Regions from separate parts of the Sus scrofa genome. Here region 2 is linked to region 1. Evidence: chromatin contacts called from public promoter capture Hi-C data. All regions are on one chromosome and are shown on one strand. Each heading gives the region's core, a stretch centred on a gene start, on an enhancer-like site or on the middle of the called end of the contact. The rest is flanking DNA. Distances are from core to core; before and after follow the strand shown.

Region 1 (5,309 bases), core at 1,194-3,693:
GGACCCAGGGAGAGAGGTGAACGACCTCTCTGGTCCTAGCAGCCCTCCCCAACGCTATGACACTCTCCTTTGTCCCACGCGTGATTTTCTAAACCGCCTTATCTACAGACTATATCTTTATACTAATGCATACTTAATTGGTCTGTCTTGACTGTCCATATAAAACAATTTAATTAGGGTGCTTTCTTGCTTTGGAGAGCAAAGAAAAAAATCTGCCCAGTGCTTATTGTATTTAGCACCAATACAGGCAGAAAATGTAGCACAAGTTTTTGGTTGAAAGAGCACCTCTGTGCCCATTGAAGGGCGTTGATCCGAAAAGACAGAAAGGACAAGTAAAATCGATTTGAAGCGACCCTCTCTGTCCCTTTCACACCATTCAGAAACTCCATTCCTTCTAAGACAAAGACCAGCGCCTTGGGAATTCTCAGGGGAAAAGAGGACTCCAGTCCCACAAGCCTAAGGCACTTTTAAAAAATCCTCGATATTGCACTTAAAACCTGCTCTTGGTTCCGTGTCCCCCGCATGCAGGTTTCACCAAAGGCACCCCCTCCGAAGCGTCAGTCAGTATGACTGACATCCCCCTTCTCTTCCTCTCCCTCGGCCTTCTGGCCTGACCAGACCAGCCTTTTAGGGTTAGTGCAGCCCTCACCTTTGACCCTCAAGATCGAAGTGGCTGCTACACTGCAGAGTGCAGAACTACAACGCAGGCCAAAGTTAAAACAAAACAAAACAGAAAAATATTTCTCTACTCCCAAAGCCAGGGAAATCAATTCTGGTTCAGCTGTCTGAGGCACCTTACCCAATAACACCTGCACCCTTAACTTTCCTTTTTTTTTTTTTTTTTTTTTTCTTCTTTTGCAATGAACTGCCCTAGCCACTCTAAAGGAGGGGACTTGGGTTGTCAGGGCTGCATTGCTGGGTTGTAGTGCCTTGTCCTCCATTAGGAACCTGAACGCCAGGTTATCCGATGGGCACCCTGGCTGGGGAAGGCGGTCATCGATCAGACCCGGCAGGAGAGGGAGGGAGAGGAGAAGAGAGGAGGGCCAGGAAGGGGAGGGGAGAGGCTGGGCTGTGCTCACCTTCACCTGCCCTGAGCCTGGCCCCCCTGTTCAGCCATCCCTCGACCTTCTGCTGGGGTTAAAAGGGGCGGGGGCGAAAGGGAGGGGGCACCCCCAGTTACACAAGTGGCCTCCTTCTATAAGAGAATGAGTTCATCACCTCCCCAGAGGAGCCTCACCATCCATCCACTCAGTGTAACTGATGAGACAAACCGCAAGGAAAAACTTCTGTAGCCCATATTTATGGTATTAATGAATAGTTAAAAAAGATTTACACTTCTTATGATCAATATTCTGAGTTATTTCCCTCAAAGTATATAATTACAGTGTCTTCAGAGTTTTCATCATTGTTTGAGGTGGCAAAACCATTTGTAATTTTCATTAGCCAGTAAACATGTAATTAACATTCAGCACTGTGTTTAACTTAATTCCTGTTTAAGACAAGGACAAGAAGCAGCCGAGGAGCGTTAGTTCCATTTGTCAAGTCTGACATACATCTTACCATAACAGTTTCCTAAAATAAAAGATCCGTGTTTCCCCATTATTCTTCTCTTAAAACAAAACAAAACAAAAAAAATCCATTAGTTAAAACTGTATTAAACTGCGAGGGGCAGAATAGTTTATTCTCAATTTTTGCTAGTTACTGTATTCCTGCTTCCATTCTTCATTTTGGGAGGTGGATGAAGAGAGAGGATAAAGTAAGCATTCATTATCTGAAGACATGGAATGGGGAACCCCTCCCCCCAAAAAGAAATAGGTTTCCTCTTCAGGAAAGTTCTAGAAGAGGGACTGGGAAAGGGGGGGCATGAATCTGTAGGGGAGAGGGAAAAATCATTTGGTGGTGAGGGGGTACCTGAGTTAAAAGTAGAAAATGAGGATTCCAATGGGTTCCTAGGAAAAATGTTGCCCTCCTGTTTCAAGTTCTATCTTTGATCCAGGGTGAGGGGAGCCTGCCTGCCAGTCTGTTAGGCTGCTGTTCCCCCCCCTCCTCTCCCACCTCTGTTTTTTTCCAACTTGCTTTAGGATTAGCCTCCATCCCTCTCGACCCCAAACAGTGGAATTTGGCTGTGCCTTGGGTCGTCTTTGCTCTGCAATATCGCCTATAGTTGTTGGCGGTTTTCTGCTGAGGCTGAGCGGTTTGCTCCAGCCTCCGACTAAACTCATTAAGTTGGGAGATTTTTTTCAATTGGACGGGTGTTTTTAAAGTCTCGTCTTTCCAGCCCCAAACAAGGTGTAACAACGCACTCTTCCTTCTAAGGAATGAGATGAGAGACAAGGATCACTCCAGACATCTCCTACCTACGGTTTGGGGTTTTTTTTCTTAAAGGCGAGGCTTGCATTCCTCAGCAGCTATGTACAAAGCTCCCTGAAACCTCGTCTCTCTAAAGTTACTGTGCTGGGCTTTCCAAGGCTGAGAGCGCCTAATACATGGGGAAGCACTTCCTTGAGGTGGAAGATCTCTCCCTTCACCTTTCCTCTTTTTCCCTGCAGGCTAGTGCCTACTTTTTATCAGTTTGCACAATCGCTTAGATAAACACCGAGGAGGAGATTCTCTTTAATTATCAAAGACACATCTTTTCAGGGGGCCAACAAAGCGTTTATTTCACCCGCCAAACTAAAGGAGAGTTATTCCAGTTTAGAAGGAAGATGCAAGCGGTTTGGGACCTTGAACAAGGCAAATATGGTTTTGGTATGTTTACTTACAGTATTTTTTTTCTCTCTCTCTCTCCTTTCTCACTTTTCTCCTTGTGCTGTGTGGGGTTGGGGATGACTTGGGGTTTTTCAAAAAATCGGATTGCTAACATGTATGAAATGCCTAGCATTGTGGTTTAAGGGGTTCGGGGAAGGGGGGGACAGTCAATTCAATGCATTGCCATATTTTATTACATGTGTGTGGTAGGAGAGTGGTGGAGGGGGGAAGAGGGGAAAAATACAATTGCAAAGCTGCCAAAATATGATTAAACCGAAGCGTAAAGACCGCCGTGCCTCCCATCTCCTCGTCCTGTCTCCTCAAACTCATTTCCTTCGATAGAGCAAACTAAAAAACAGTCCTATAAGCGTGTTTTTCCAAGCAATAGACGACTCGGTTTTCTATCAAAGGAGCTGCTAGGCTCGCACTAAGTGTCAGAATTTACTGTTCGATTTGCCTCTGCGCTGCATTTTGCAACCTTGTGCAACTGACATCCAGCCAGGCAGGGAGAGAGAAAAGCTCTGCCCGGCGCCCTCGGCCGCGGCTCGGGGGAGGCGAGCGCTCGGTTAAGCTAGGAGGAGAATCGCAACGAGAAGGGTACTCACCATCGGGCGGGGTGGTGGAGCTGGCGTGCGGATTTCAGGCAAACGTGTACCTTTTTGCTGTCTATTACAACCGCTTCGGGCTGACTTAAGCAATTCTGTGCTCTGTCCAGAACGTTCAAGGAACGGTTCCTCATTTTTAAAAAGCCAGCGAGAGAGACGACAGAGACAGAGAAAGAAAAAAAGAGAGGAGGGGGTGAGGGGGACGCACATAAACCCAGTTCAGGAAAAAAAAAAAAAAAAAATCATCACCTCTCCGCCAAGTGACTCGGGAAACGCAGAGGTGGCGAGATCCGAGTCCGGTCCAACCAAGCCAGGGCCAATTAATTTTAAATCCTGAAGAATTATTCAGATTAAAATGTACAGAAGTTTCATTCTGCTATGCCTACGTGAGCCCAAAGTCGTTTCCCTTTAAGAGCTCTTTTCTTTTAAAGTTGAATTTTAGGCAGCGAGGACTCTTACACTAGGGGGCAGACAGATACTGTACTTGCTCCAATCTTAAGCAATTTTTTCCCTCCCAGCATATGCTCTGATTTAGCACTGTAAATTTTTCAGAGGACCCAACTCTGACAGCCCCTGGTGATTTTCAAAGTACCACAAGCCAGTGGTTAAAAATTGCATTGACTTGGAAGTTCAGAGAGACACAATGGAAGCCCCTTTCCCTATTCACGGAGCTCCAGTGTGGTGGAAGAGAAAAACACACACGGACTAGATTGAGGGGAAGGAGGGATTCAATGAATCCTGGTGGACAGAACTGGTTTCTACTGAGTTCAGAGTTAAACTCACCATTTTCTGGGGTATGCATTCATATTGTGATTTAATTTGTGGAGAATTACAGCCATCAGGCCACTTTCTGCAAGAAAATCATATTCCTGGGTGGGTTTTTTTTTTCCCCCACAGTAAGGCAAATGTTTTTCCAACTTTCTCCAGCCAAATTAAAGCTTGCCATTCTTCTCATTAAAATAAATTTACATCTGCTATAAAAGACGGGGCTGGATTTTTTCTAAACTATAAGAACATATTGATATTTATCTTTTAGCCTTAGAGCTGTTTTATTCAAGAGAAATGAGCATTTCTTAAGAAGACATTTTCAAATAGTTTACCTTTCTTTTTTCTTCTTGTATACAGTAAAATTAACTACAAATGAGATGGTTATCTTTGTTTTGTTTTTTGGCTTTTTAATTGTTCCGCCATAACTGAATGAGTCCTAAAACACTGAGTAAAACACCTCTGACTTCATGGCAGCCCTGTAGTTTGTGCCTATCAGCTCCAGATCTGTAGGAGATGGTTGGGAAATCCTTCACTTTAAATCTGAGGCCATCAGAGCGTACTTCAAATACCAAAAAAATCTCTAAGTGGACCAAGGAAGCTCTTCCTCCTCCAAATTTCCCAACTCCATGTTTGTAAAAGATGATTTTGCCATGAAAGTGTCTGCACTCAAGCAGCAAGTTTAGGATTTCCCTATAGTCAATTATTCTTATCTTCTATGAAATTGAGATGAGGATACCCATTAGATTTCCTATCTCAACCCCAGCCCTACCACATCTCTCCTGAGTTTGCCCCTCATCTAACATTCGTATCATTAGGCAATTCCTCAAATTATAGAGATTGAAAAGAAAAGGGGGAAAAAAACCCTTCTCTGAAATGATTTCTTTTCCATCTTTCTCTTCCTCTTTAGGAGAAAGTTATATTGTGTCTCTAATCAACCTGAAATTTGCTGCCTGGCAAATTTGCTCTGTGGCAATCTCATTACAATACCAGGTCCATGATAGTTTAGTGTCTATCCATTATAGGTGTTTAAAAAAAAAAACTTTCAAATCATCCCAGCACATGCAGCTTTGGTGAAATAGGTGATTTCAGCGAAGAAAGGGTGAGGGCTAAAAAGGTTTCAAGAATGACGCATAAGGAGGATCTTTCCTTCCCTAAAAACTAGCTCCTATCTGCCTACACTTCTCTTAG
Region 2 (5,721 bases), core at 9-2,508, 260 kb before region 1:
TTTTCATATCAAAGGGGGCTTCCTGCTGAGTTTGTTTACACCATTAAATTTCCTCAAATGTAAAGCCGGGAAAATTTTTCCAGGTGTTCAAATTCCTAGAGGGTGGGGAGAGTGCCGAGCACTATATTAGATCAATACCACGCTAGAGTGAAACACAAAGAACCTTTTTCACGGTGTTGCCCCCTCTGGAGATCCCTCTTTCGGAGGCAGTCTTGGCAGGGCCCGCAAGGCTGCCTGTCACTCTCCTGTAATACCAACTGCCGGACCCACCAGGGCGGTCCCCGGAGTTGTGCTGCGGCAGCCTTGCAGGGCCGAACCCGGCCTGGATCCGACCTGCGGGCAAGGTGCAAGATGGCGGGATGGGGCGCACCTGCCCCGCTCACCTAGTACCTGGGTTCGTTGCTGGCCTCCTAGCGCAAGGGATCGGCAGGCTGCCTCCAGAAACCCAATTTAAATAAGGAAGGATTGAGATTCCTAGGAGAGCTCCGGGTTGATATCAGAGAGAGAGCCTGGGCTTCTCCCAGCCAGGTGAAAAGAGCTGGCAAGGTCACCCATTCAGTCACCAGGTGGTGCATTTAATTTAAAAGGAGTGTTAACCTTGTTTATACAAAATAACACCAATATGCAGAGAAGCAGTAAATCCATTGTCGTTAAACAGCGGGGAGCCGCTGGCGCTGGCAGCCTGCCCGCCGGCGACGTGAACTCGGCTGGCACCGGGCGGGGAGCGCGCCGGCCGGGGCCAGGCCTGCGATCCTGCTGGCCTCGCAAGAGAAGGCCAGAGCTGTGCCCTTTCCGCCCTCCAGATGACTCTTTGCATTCTTGTCAAATATATTTAGAACAAGAGGTGTCCACTTAAAGAGAAACATTTGTTAATCACTTAAATGCAGGCGTTTGGCAGCCCTCCAGTTTCACCTTTATAAATATGTAGGATCGGTTTCCAGCTAAGCAGGGAACTCCTGGGCAAGTTCTCATTTCTCTCCGCGTCCCCTCGAATTGACCTAAGGTGAATGTCCCTAGCACCTTATTAATTTTCTATCCCAGGGGGCTTTCCGGAGCCAGTACCAGCCTTCTATCTGCGCGTTGACGGAGATAAATAAATGATGCACGCTAGAAAGAGAAAGAGAGGGGTGTTTCTTTAAGCAAGGGACAGATTAAAGTGAAATTCCTGTTGACGGAGGCGCTGGTGTCGTCGACATCCTCCTTGTTTACCAGCAGCTGTCCCCGTTTAATGACACTCTGATAACTCACGGAGGCTGCCCTGCGGTAGGGGGTGAAGCAGATAAAGGGGCCTCTGTTTAAACAGTCCAGTCCTCGAGCCCGCTCCTCCTAACTTCCCTTCATTTAACGATCGGGGAAACTGTTCAGAAGAGGCAAACTCCGGGTGCAGACGTTTTTACTCTCCTGCTTTTGGAATCCGTAACCTAAAAACCGCGGCTGTCCTGGCCAGCCCTCTGCTGAGCTGATGGTTATTCCAGGAGTGGAAGCTGAGGAGGGGAGAGGCGGGGAGGTGGAAAGGCAGCTGATGGGCCAGGTGAGAAGGTCAGCGCTAGGTGTCTTGAAGAACTCTGCATTTTTCTTTCTTTTTTAAAAAACAGTGATGTTCCCTATCCCTCCACCCCTCCCCATACAAGTCTTCCTAAACGAACAAGTCAGGGACAAGGTTGCCGATTTACTGTTCTTTAAGGGCTGATTCAGCATTAGGAGTTAATCACATTAAAAAAAAATCACTTTTAATTCTTGGAACAGTCTCCATAAGATTGTAACGTTGCAGAGGACCTTGCGGGCATCCAAGCTAACATTCTGATCTTGCAGCTGAGAAAGCAGGTGCTGGGGAGGCTAAGGGGTTTGCCTAAAGTCACTCAGAAGTTCTACCGCAGAATGGAGGCTGAAACCCAGCTCCCAACCCATCATTCTTTTCAGACAGTGTAATATTATACAATATTATACATATTTTATAATATAGCTATATAATATATTTTATAACATATACACATCAGGTTAAGTAGAGGGAATTTAAAGAGATACACATGTATCTTTATTTAAATGTATATATTTTCAAAATTTCCTCTTTCTGTCCTGATGCAAACAGCAGCCATGGAATGTGTTTCGCCCTGAGGGGGAGCCAAAGCCCTTACCTGGCTCAGGTCCCAGCCTGGTCCATCCTTGGGCTTCTCTAAGACACACCTCTACCCTGCTTATTTCATGAATACAATCCATTTAAAGATCAACAGACCTGGGATCTCATAATCTCTTTCATGCTCTAACCAGTCAAGCACACATACCTCCAATAAAGCAAACACAGAGAAAAAATTCATTTCTGCTTTTAAAAAAAATGAAGATTATGTGAAACAAATGATCTTACGTCCATTCATTTCGATTTTGTCACCCATAGGATGTCCCATATCCAACTCCAGAAATTTTGAGACAAAAACATAAATACAAGGCAGGTAAAGTGTTTTGAGATATTTGGAAGAAAGATGTAAATGTTTTTGTCTATGTGGTCTCTTCAGGAAAATTCTTTACAGTATTTTTAAAGATAAGTACTATCCTGCAATACAGTGGCCTCCAATAACATGAGGTTCATCACTTATATTTTCAAACTATACTGACTCCTCAGTTTTGTCTTTATAGCAAGGTATGATAAAATTGTTTTTTTTTTCCTACAGAATTTAAAGTTAGCTTAATAATCTTTTTATGCCATTTCCTTAATGATCAGTCGTGTCCCCCTAAAGGCCTGTGTTAAAGTCCTAATGCCGAGTACCTCAGAAAGGGATCTTGCTTGGGACACGGTCTGTATTTATAGAGGTAATTAAGTTAAGATGAGATCATCAGAATGGGTCCTAACCCAGAATGACTGCTGTCCTTATACAAAAGGGAAACTTGGACACAGAGATGCATATAGAGGGAAGATGTGAAGAGACACAGAAATGTATTCCTGTGGCCAAGGTGACAGGCCTGGAACAGAACCAAAACTTCCAACACCTTGATTTTAGACTTTGGTCTCCAGAGTTGTGAGGCAACAAATTTTGGCTGTCTAAGCCACCCAGTCTTTGGTATCTTCTTACAGAGCTCTAGAAAATGAATAAACCAATCAATTGTAACCATCTCAACAACTTTAACTATCTTCTAGAATCAATATTTCAAAGAGTAAAAAATAAATTTAAGTGGCTTAAAATTATTTTTAAACTGTTATATGTAAATGGGAGTATTAACAGAACTAATACTTATTATACATCTACTACATCCGGGGTAGGGCTTGGGGATCTTGATGTATTTTTGTTCATTTTACATATATAACCATGAATACTTAGGAAATAAAATTTTATCTAATTCAACAGAAGTACATTTTGTGTAGTAAGAACATTTACAGTAAACATGAGTAATTTAGCTGAGTACTAATTAAGGGGATTGTACTTGCTTAGCATATTTCATTAAATTACATATCATAGAAGGTAGAATCTTCTCTACATTATGCTCAATGGTACTTATTGAATCCTCCCCCATCACTTCTCCCACATTTTTTGATGCGTAACATAATTGATTGTTGAAAAGTTTATAGTAGGTTTTGTCAAGAACCTAGTTATGAACAGAGATTATAAATAAGCACAGTCAGTCAAGAAGGTTTACCAAGTAAGTGCTCTGTATTAAGTCCTGGAAGGAGGAGAGGAAAATAGAAAGGCTATACCACCTATCTTTGGGTAACTAAGAGTCTAATTGATTAAAAAAGGCCACAGGTAAGTCAGGAAAGCAAATTAAGAGTTCCCTGGTGGCTTAGCGGGAAAAGGATCCTGTATTGTTGCTGTTGTGGCGCAGGTTCAATCCCTGGCCCAGAAATTTCCACATAGTGGTCATAGTCAAAAAGAAAAGAAAAGAAAGAAAGAAAATTCAAATTATACTTACAAATAATAGCTCATCAGTCTAAAACAAAACAAACTCAAATAGGGAACCGTAGATCCTATGTGCCTGCAATACTAGTTCCAGTTACACCTGCCAACTAAGCTTAATTGCTGAGAAGGCCATCTTTCGTTCCCCAAAATATCAGGATTTGATTGAAAAGTCTGCAGTCACCTTAACTCAGGGTTCTTCAACATGGGCTCTAAGAGCACTTAAAGTGAATAATTCTTTGTCATGGGGGCTGTCCTGTGCATCACAGGACATTTGGCAATACCTCTAGCCTCTACTCACTAGATGCCATTTGCAATGCCTTCACCCAGTTTGACAACCAAAAATGTCTCATTTAGACATGGCTAAATGGCTCTGGGAGTCAAAAGAACCCTCAGTTGAGAACCCATGTTCTAGCCCAAGATTCCATAAAGTTTAGGAGAGTTTATGTTATAAAAATGAGGATTAAACTAGGGAAAACTATCTTGCAAAAGTTAAATTTCAACATCCGTAGATAAGGAACCCAAATCAGTCAAAGAAGGAGGAGAACATTCTGCATATAAAAGGAGGAAAATGGAAAAGAACAAGTCGAAAATCAGAAATACAAAACAGGTAAAAATTGGAGAATTAAACAGGTTAATGCACCTGTTCACCAAGCTATAGTTATATCTATATGCCCCTCAAACATGTTCAAAAAAACAATAAGTTGTTAAAATTTCTTAATCTGTGGGGGTGGTCCACAGTCCTTGACATAGTCCCCAGCATTAGGATGGTTGTATTGCATGGCTTAGCTTCTTTAATATAAATAGAGAAGCAGAGGGGGTTAACTTATCCCCCAATCTTTTCTTGAGCAAAGATCAGTTGAGATCATGAAAATAAAATAATAGCAGTTGCTGTTCATTGGTGCCTTCTAGATCCCAGGCCTTTTCCAGATGTTATCTGGTTTAATCCCCTCTAGACCTTGGCAAGGGCAGCGTTAACCACTCTAGAGCTCAGTTTCCTAAACTGTAAAGTAAGGCTGTACCAAATATCGGGGCCATGACCTGAATCCAGGTCCTGCTACACCAAGCCCACGTGTGCTGATCTTGCCCCCACAGCCTGGTCCCACAAGACAGAAAACAGAGGAACTCAGCCACCCTAAGAGTGGATAAAATGATCAATTTTTGTACAGAGGCTCTAAAAAAATGGGGAAGGGTAATAAAATTTCATTTTTTGTCTTTTATTATTTTATTTTTGTTGTTGTTGGTCATGGGATGAATAAGTTCCCAGGCCACAGATCAAACCCATGCCACAACAGTGACAAACCTGAATTCTTAACTCACTGAGTTTCAAGAGAACTCCATCACTCTTCTTTACATCCAATCAACCTTTACTGATGAAGAGTGTCCTGATTCATTATCATCTGGTTTATTTCATTGAGATGTGAGCTGGTCATTTTGGATCTGGAGTTTCTTGACTGGCTCATGTTCAATCAAAGTATAATGATATAATTATGAATCCTGGCTGTGAAGGAATCCCTCAAAATGAGGACCGAAGCTTGTAACTTGTTTAAGACCCTCTCAGCTAAGGATATTCAAAATCCAGAGGCAGGCTCTCTTCCCAACTTGTTTCATTCTTAGTTCTTCACTTAGTAAATTTAGCTCACACGTGTGGCTGAGAAGAAATCATCTGGTGGGGGGAAGACAAGATCCTTGCACCTCCAGTCTTGCCAAAAGAACTTTCATTTAAATGTAGCCACATGAGATTTGGACTAAGGGGAATCATTAGTACTCCCACAGTGTGAGGTCGGTTCCAGCCTACCCCAGAGAAGACAGGTGCACCCTGGATGAATGGAGAGGT

What was found. Promoter capture Hi-C pulls out the DNA fragments that hold promoters and counts their contacts.
Region 2: a promoter capture Hi-C map of liver shows a contact between it and region 1, with 6 times the contacts expected there. The contact joins the enhancer-like site here to the promoter of NR2F2 in region 1. A contact is called at or near these places in 1 of 5 promoter capture datasets (liver), 10 of 47 Hi-C or Micro-C datasets (embryonic fibroblasts, fetal liver, heart right ventricle and 2 more) and 1 of 2 datasets of contacts at active chromatin or transcription factors (skeletal muscle).

The regions. Positions count from the first base shown.
Region 1 is chr7:83,087,384-83,092,692 of Sscrofa11.1, reverse strand. NR2F2 (nuclear receptor subfamily 2 group F member 2) reads left to right here and starts at 2,443. Exons shown (of 3, transcript NM_001190253.1): 1 at 2,443-2,748. The coding sequence starts at 2,706. LOC102160410 (atherin-like) reads right to left here. Exons shown (of 4, transcript XM_021099351.1): 1 at 3,354-5,309.
Region 2 is chr7:83,349,123-83,354,843 of Sscrofa11.1, reverse strand. No RefSeq gene overlaps it. Among named protein-coding and RNA genes, the nearest start is that of NR2F2, 260 kb to the right of the region's middle. Within about 2 kb of position 1,258, at least 29 of the 83 cell types and tissues checked have an H3K27ac peak or open chromatin away from gene starts, as enhancers often do. A contact at or near this core is called in fetal liver, liver and skeletal muscle, where this site is marked.